2 separate regions of the Mus musculus genome follow, and region 1 is linked to region 2. The links are chromatin contacts, called in public promoter capture Hi-C maps. All regions are on one chromosome and are shown on one strand. The core of a region is the stretch at or near the end of the contact, and the rest is flanking DNA. Distances in the headings are between cores, read along the strand shown.

What was found. Capture Hi-C pulls out chosen DNA fragments and counts their contacts.
Region 1: a promoter capture Hi-C map of adipose tissue shows a contact between it and region 2. The contact joins two enhancer-like sites. A contact is called at or near these places in 6 of 39 promoter capture datasets (the 3T3-L1 cell line, the HPC-7 cell line, HPC-7-derived erythroid cells and 3 more), 8 of 484 Hi-C or Micro-C datasets (the AML12 cell line, the P5424 cell line, cumulus cells and 3 more) and 3 of 9 other capture datasets (adipose tissue, liver and pancreatic islet).

What each region holds. Positions count from the first base shown.
Region 1 is chr17:30,656,828-30,659,527 of GRCm38.p6, forward strand. Dnah8 (dynein, axonemal, heavy chain 8) reads left to right here. Exons shown (of 93, transcript NM_013811.3): 10 at 59-166; 11 at 1,142-1,243. Among named protein-coding and RNA genes, the nearest start is that of Dnah8, 31 kb to the left of the region's middle. Within about 2 kb of position 1,429, at least 105 of the 459 cell types and tissues checked have an H3K27ac peak or open chromatin away from gene starts, as enhancers often do. A contact at or near this core is called in adipose tissue, where this site is marked.
Region 2 is chr17:30,469,628-30,472,327 of GRCm38.p6, forward strand. The region is part of intron 6 of Btbd9 (BTB (POZ) domain containing 9); the gene reads right to left. Among named protein-coding and RNA genes, the nearest start is that of Btbd9, 110 kb to the right of the region's middle. Within about 2 kb of position 1,359, at least 45 of the 459 cell types and tissues checked have an H3K27ac peak or open chromatin away from gene starts, as enhancers often do. A contact at or near this core is called in adipose tissue, where this site is marked.

The DNA of each region.
Region 1 (2,700 bases), core at 179-2,678, 190 kb after region 2:
AAGCAAACCGGGATCACGTGTATGATAGAATTTACTTCCTGTATCTGGATGACTTTAGGTTTCCATGGCACACGGGATACAGAACCTGATCAATGCCATCAGAATGATTCACAGTGTGTCGAGGTATTATAATACATCAGAGAGGATGACGTCATTATTCATCAAGGTGAGCGCCTTTGTCTTCGTAGTCATAGTCCTAGTCTTAGTCGGCAGTGGCAGCTGCGGCGGCAGTGGTGTGGTGGTGTGTGTGTTTGATGTTGGCATGCCACAGCAGCCCGGGGAGGTCAGAGGATACTTTGTAGGGTCTGTTCTGTTCTACCTCTCCCTGTGTTCCTGGGAATGAACCCAGGTTGCCTGGCTTGTGAGGCAAGTGCCTTGACTTGCTGAGCCATCTTACCAGCCCACCATGGCGAGTTCTCTCCCTCCCGCTCCCTCTCCCCCTCTGCCCAGGATGTTTCCCAGGCTGGTCTCAAATTCTTTTATGTTGTGGAGGGCAGATGACCTTGAACCTCTGATGCCCCTGCCTCTATCTCCTGAGGTTCACCTGTCTGAAGTGATGGAACCCAAGGTTTTGAGCATGCAGGGCAAGCATTGATCTGTAGTCCTCCACTCAACCATCTTTTTCCCTTTTTAAAAAAAAAAAAATTTTTTTATGTGCATCTGTGTTTTGCCTGTATATGCATTCTGTGTTTTGCATTTGTACGTGCCTTAGTGAGGATGTTGGGTCCTGGAACTGGAGTTGCAGACAGCTGTGAGCTGCCACATGGGTGCTGGGAATTGAACCCCGGTCCTTTGGAAGAACAGTCAGTGCTCTTAACTGCTGAGCCAACTCTCTAACCCTCTCCTGTAACCTTTTTAAGTGGCTGTCATTCATTACTTTGGACTAGGTCAGGACTTAAATGGAAGTGTACTAGACAAATAGAAAATGTGTTTGACTTTGGGAGTCATGACCCCAGGGACAGTGACATAATTGCAGTAGGTAAATGTTTTGGGTTTTCTTTATTTTGATTTCATTTGTGTTTTGTTTGTTGTTGTTTTTAATTTTGTGACTTATGTACTCCACAAATTAATTATTTATCGCATGTATTATGCTTTTAAACGCCATTCACCTATAGCCACTTTGTACCTACCTTTATTTTAGGTGACAAATCAGATGGTAACAGCCTGCAAAGCATACATTACTGACGGCGGAACAAACCATGTGTGGGACCAGGAAACGCCAGCTGTACTAAAAAAAATCCAGGTTTGTAAAAGCGTTTCATTTTTCATAAAGCAAAGCTCTCAACTGGCAGCTCAATCTTGTTCCCTTTGTTCATTCATGAAACCGTGCTCCCTCGGAAGCCGTCACGGAGTAGTGTGGGAATATAAAAGAGGATTGTCATAGTTCACTCTGGTGGAGTCAGAGAGCTGGCTCAGTGGTAGAGAGCGCCGTGAGAATCCGGAACCCTTTGGCTCTGTAGGCGCCTGCACGCATGCGCAATGCTCCCTTCCCCTGGACGACTCAAAGTAACAAAGTATTTTATAAGTCAACAATGAGAAGAGCAAGTTAAAGTAGCAGGAGAAGTGAAAAAACTAACTGAAGTGGGCTCTGACTGGCAGGTGTGCAGTGTTGGACAGCAACACTAACCAGCCCAGAAGAGACCCGGGCAGATGCCCCTCCCCCTGCCCCGCCCCCAGTAGCCTTAGACAAGTACCTGTGCTCAAATTACAGAAGGAAAATAGGAAGCTGAGGCACTTATTCTAGAAGTGTGGAGAAACTGGGCTAAGGATGTAGCTGGATTGGTAGAAAGCTTACTAAGCGTGCATAAACCTCTGGGCCTCCTCTCTGGCATCCCATAAAAGAGGCCTGGAGGCACATCGCTGTTGCCCTAGTGTGGGGTTGGTAGAGATGGGAACATTGGGAATTCAAGGTCAACTTTGGCTACACAGGGAGCTTGAGGCCACCCTGGGCTACATGGGATTCCTGTTCTCAAACAACAGCAACAGAAGGTGAAGAAATGGATGGGCAAAGGGAAAAATAGTTGTGAGGAGGACTCATCTGCCGTTATTCATTGAGGTTGTAGCTATCTCTTCTCCTGCATACATTCACGTGGGACTTGATTGTCAGTCCTGAGAAGCACAGATTCTTTTCCTGGGATCAAGAGCACTAACAGACAAAGAGAAGAACCATCAAACACCGAGAAGCAAAACAGCTCTCAGTAACTTAAGGAATGAGCTCAGGGGCCTCAAGCAACAGGGAGCTACCTTCAGGGAGACATGAACATCTGGACACAGCTTTCTCCCTTTGACAGCAGAGCACAAGCGTTTGGAAGATGCTTTGAAATGTGTCCAGAGACTACACCTAACAAGTGGAGACAAAAACAAAACAAAACAAAACAAAAAAAACCTAACTAGATAAAAAATAAAATAAAAATAAATAAATAAATAAAAGAAACTGCACGTGCCAGGACAGGATCATTTATCCGAAGGGAAGATGAGCTGAGCCAGGGAAGGCTCAGAGTGCCAGAGTGAGCAAAGAAAAAAGTCTCAGAAAAAAACAAACCTAGAAGTGCCCCGGAACCAGTGCAAAGGGCAAGGACAGCCAAGAAATAGGGAATGGCTCTTAGTCAGGGTTCCATTGTGGCTTCGAGACACCGTGACCACGTGTCTCGGAAAGGACATTTAACTGGGGCTGGCCTACAGGTTCAGAGGTTCAGTCCA
Region 2 (2,700 bases), core at 109-2,608:
CAGGGAGGGCAAGAGAGGGCTGGAACACCGGCGTCAGACACCAGGCCCCTCACCTCTGGGGTGCAGATGTATGAAAAGCACAGAATAAGTCGGAACGTACAACTTGATGTACCAAAAATTAAAAATGGAAGCAGAGGGTGGATCAGTGTGCACGGTCTCACAATACAGTTTCAAAGATAATTGGTAATGTTCTCTTCCCCCCAAAGAAAGTGAGGGTTAAATATAGTTGCTCAGTACAAGGACGGCTGGTCTTCAGGATGTGTAAATTATACATTACAGTTACATAACAGGCTAAATCACAGTCATCAACAAAAGAAAATTTGGCACAATTTGTGAATTTTTATGATTCTAGCTCATAAGCAGAGCTTCAAAAAGAAGGAAAAAAGTATTCCCTTGAATCTGCCATGCAAGTAAAACCTTAAAGAGCCCGAGGCAAGGGAAGGGGAAGGTACCCCCAGGAAGACAGAAGGAAAAAGGGGGACCCTTATCTCCATGCGTTATTGTTACTCTAATAAAACAACACTCAGACATTCCACAAAATTAAAACAAAACAAAACCTCAGAAAACCAGGCCATGCCTTTAGAAGCCAACAAACTTAAGGTGACTATGTCAGAGTCACCAAAGTCATATGAAGAACACAGATCCTTTTAAAATATGTACAAAAAAAATCTGAGTAGCTCAAACCAGGGCCTAGGGAAGAACTCCCACACCTCCTAAGCAGATCGGGAGCCACCTAGCCCCACCTGTACTGTCCAGTGCACACTTCAGGGCCAGTCAAAGCATTCAGCTAGGGACATGCTGGGATCGTCCGAGTCTTCTGTGTCAGGTCCTATTCTGACCGAGAAGCTGGAAGTCTCCTCAGGCCTGCTCGATGTTGCCAATTAACATTCATCTGTGACAAGCTCATCCTCTAATCTCCCACGCAGAAACAGCTGCCATTACTCTGCGAATCTATTAAGCAGTCATAGTGGTCGGGATAAAGAACATTAATGGGAAAACAAAGACACATATAAGGAAAGAAGACAGAAGTCATATATGAAGCAGCAGAGAGCAGAGCCACCAGGACACCCTCTCCTCCATCCTGTCAGACTGTGCCCCACCTGCCATCAAATCAGCACAATTTTTTCACTGCACACTGAATAAAAAGCAAAAACTGCTCTCTTTGAAACGAAGTTGGCCTTGTAAGAACTCTCGGAATTCAAAGGTGATACTCAAGGGACTTCCAAGTGTCTAGCATTCCAGAGAAGCCATCAATCGTGATAAAGCTGAAGAGAGAGGACGCCCTAAGCGTGCCAGAGCCGCTGTACTCCACCTCAGTCATATTTCAGAATGACTTCAAGGAGTCGATGCTGACCCAGATCCCCCAGCAGTTTGATGTGTGAGCGCTGGAATGCTGCCAATCCTTCCAACAGGAGATTCCCAGGCCAGACCAAAGTAAACCTGCATATCAGGTGGGGTGGCAAGCACTCCCACCCATAAAGCTCTGAGTCTCAAAGCACTAGGCTAGCTTGCTCTGTGAATCTAACCCTGACCTGTTAACTAAATACCAAAACAATCTGACAAAGCCAAACCCAGTCCTCTCTTGGATCTGCTCCTCCTCCTTCCCCTCTGCCTTACTTCCTGCTCTCCTCTCCTCTTCCTCAGTGCCTGGTCACTTACTTTGGATTTGTGTGGCTTCCCACACTAAGTGTAGGATCCAGCATCCTGAGTAGCCTGAGAGAGAGAGCCTAAAATGGACAGGTTAGAAGTGTAAAAGGAGGCTGCTTCCTGCAACTCTCCAACTAGGAAGAGGAGAAAAAAAAATCAGGCAGATGAATTCATCTCCTTCTCTTTCCCAAGGACAGCTCTAGTTTACCTCCTCCTCTTCCTCCACTCCCTCCTCTCCTCCTCCACTCCCTCCTCCTCTTCCTCCACTCCCTCCTCTTCCTCCACTCCCTCCTCTCCTCCTCCACTCCCTCCTCTTCCTCCACTCCCTCCTCTCCTCCTCCACTCCCTCCTCTTCCTCCACTCCCTCCTCTCCTCCTCCTCACCACAATCCTTTCCAAGCAGACCAGTTGGCAAGACCAGGGCCCACGCTTGCTTAGCAATTTGCTCAGAGCGGCACCCTCATCTCGTTTCTCCACAGCCTTCCAAGCTTCGCTTCTTTTTGCCCGTGACTCCTATACACCTGGACCTGGGCCTCTCAAGGAAAATATCAACAGCTCTCAGTCTCTGCCTCGGGCTGTCTGCCAGAGAACCCAGGATAAGAGCCTAGGTTTAGCGAAATTCATCCCTGATGAAATTAATAAGAAATCATTAAAATGTACACTGCCTAACTATTTAAGAGTCAAAATAATAAATCCTCAGAGAAAGTAAGAATACTGAGTACCAGAAACCTAAAAGGACCAGGGCAAATAAACACATAAAATGTCACCAAACAACAATGTGCTCAGAAAGCCATGACAATTACATACAGAGCCTCTGCAGTCATGCCACCACCAACAACTTCAGAGAACAAGATCAGAGATTTTCATTACAGAATAATGCTAGGCTGGGACTCAAGCCCACAGTGGAACGTCTGCTTAGCATGCAGACAGCCCTGGGTTTCATTCCCAGCACCACAAACTTAAAAACACAAACAAAATGTAAGAGATGCTATCTGTTGCCCATAGAGTTCTCCGTCTTTCTTCCTAACAAACCTTGATAGCACTCTTATGCACC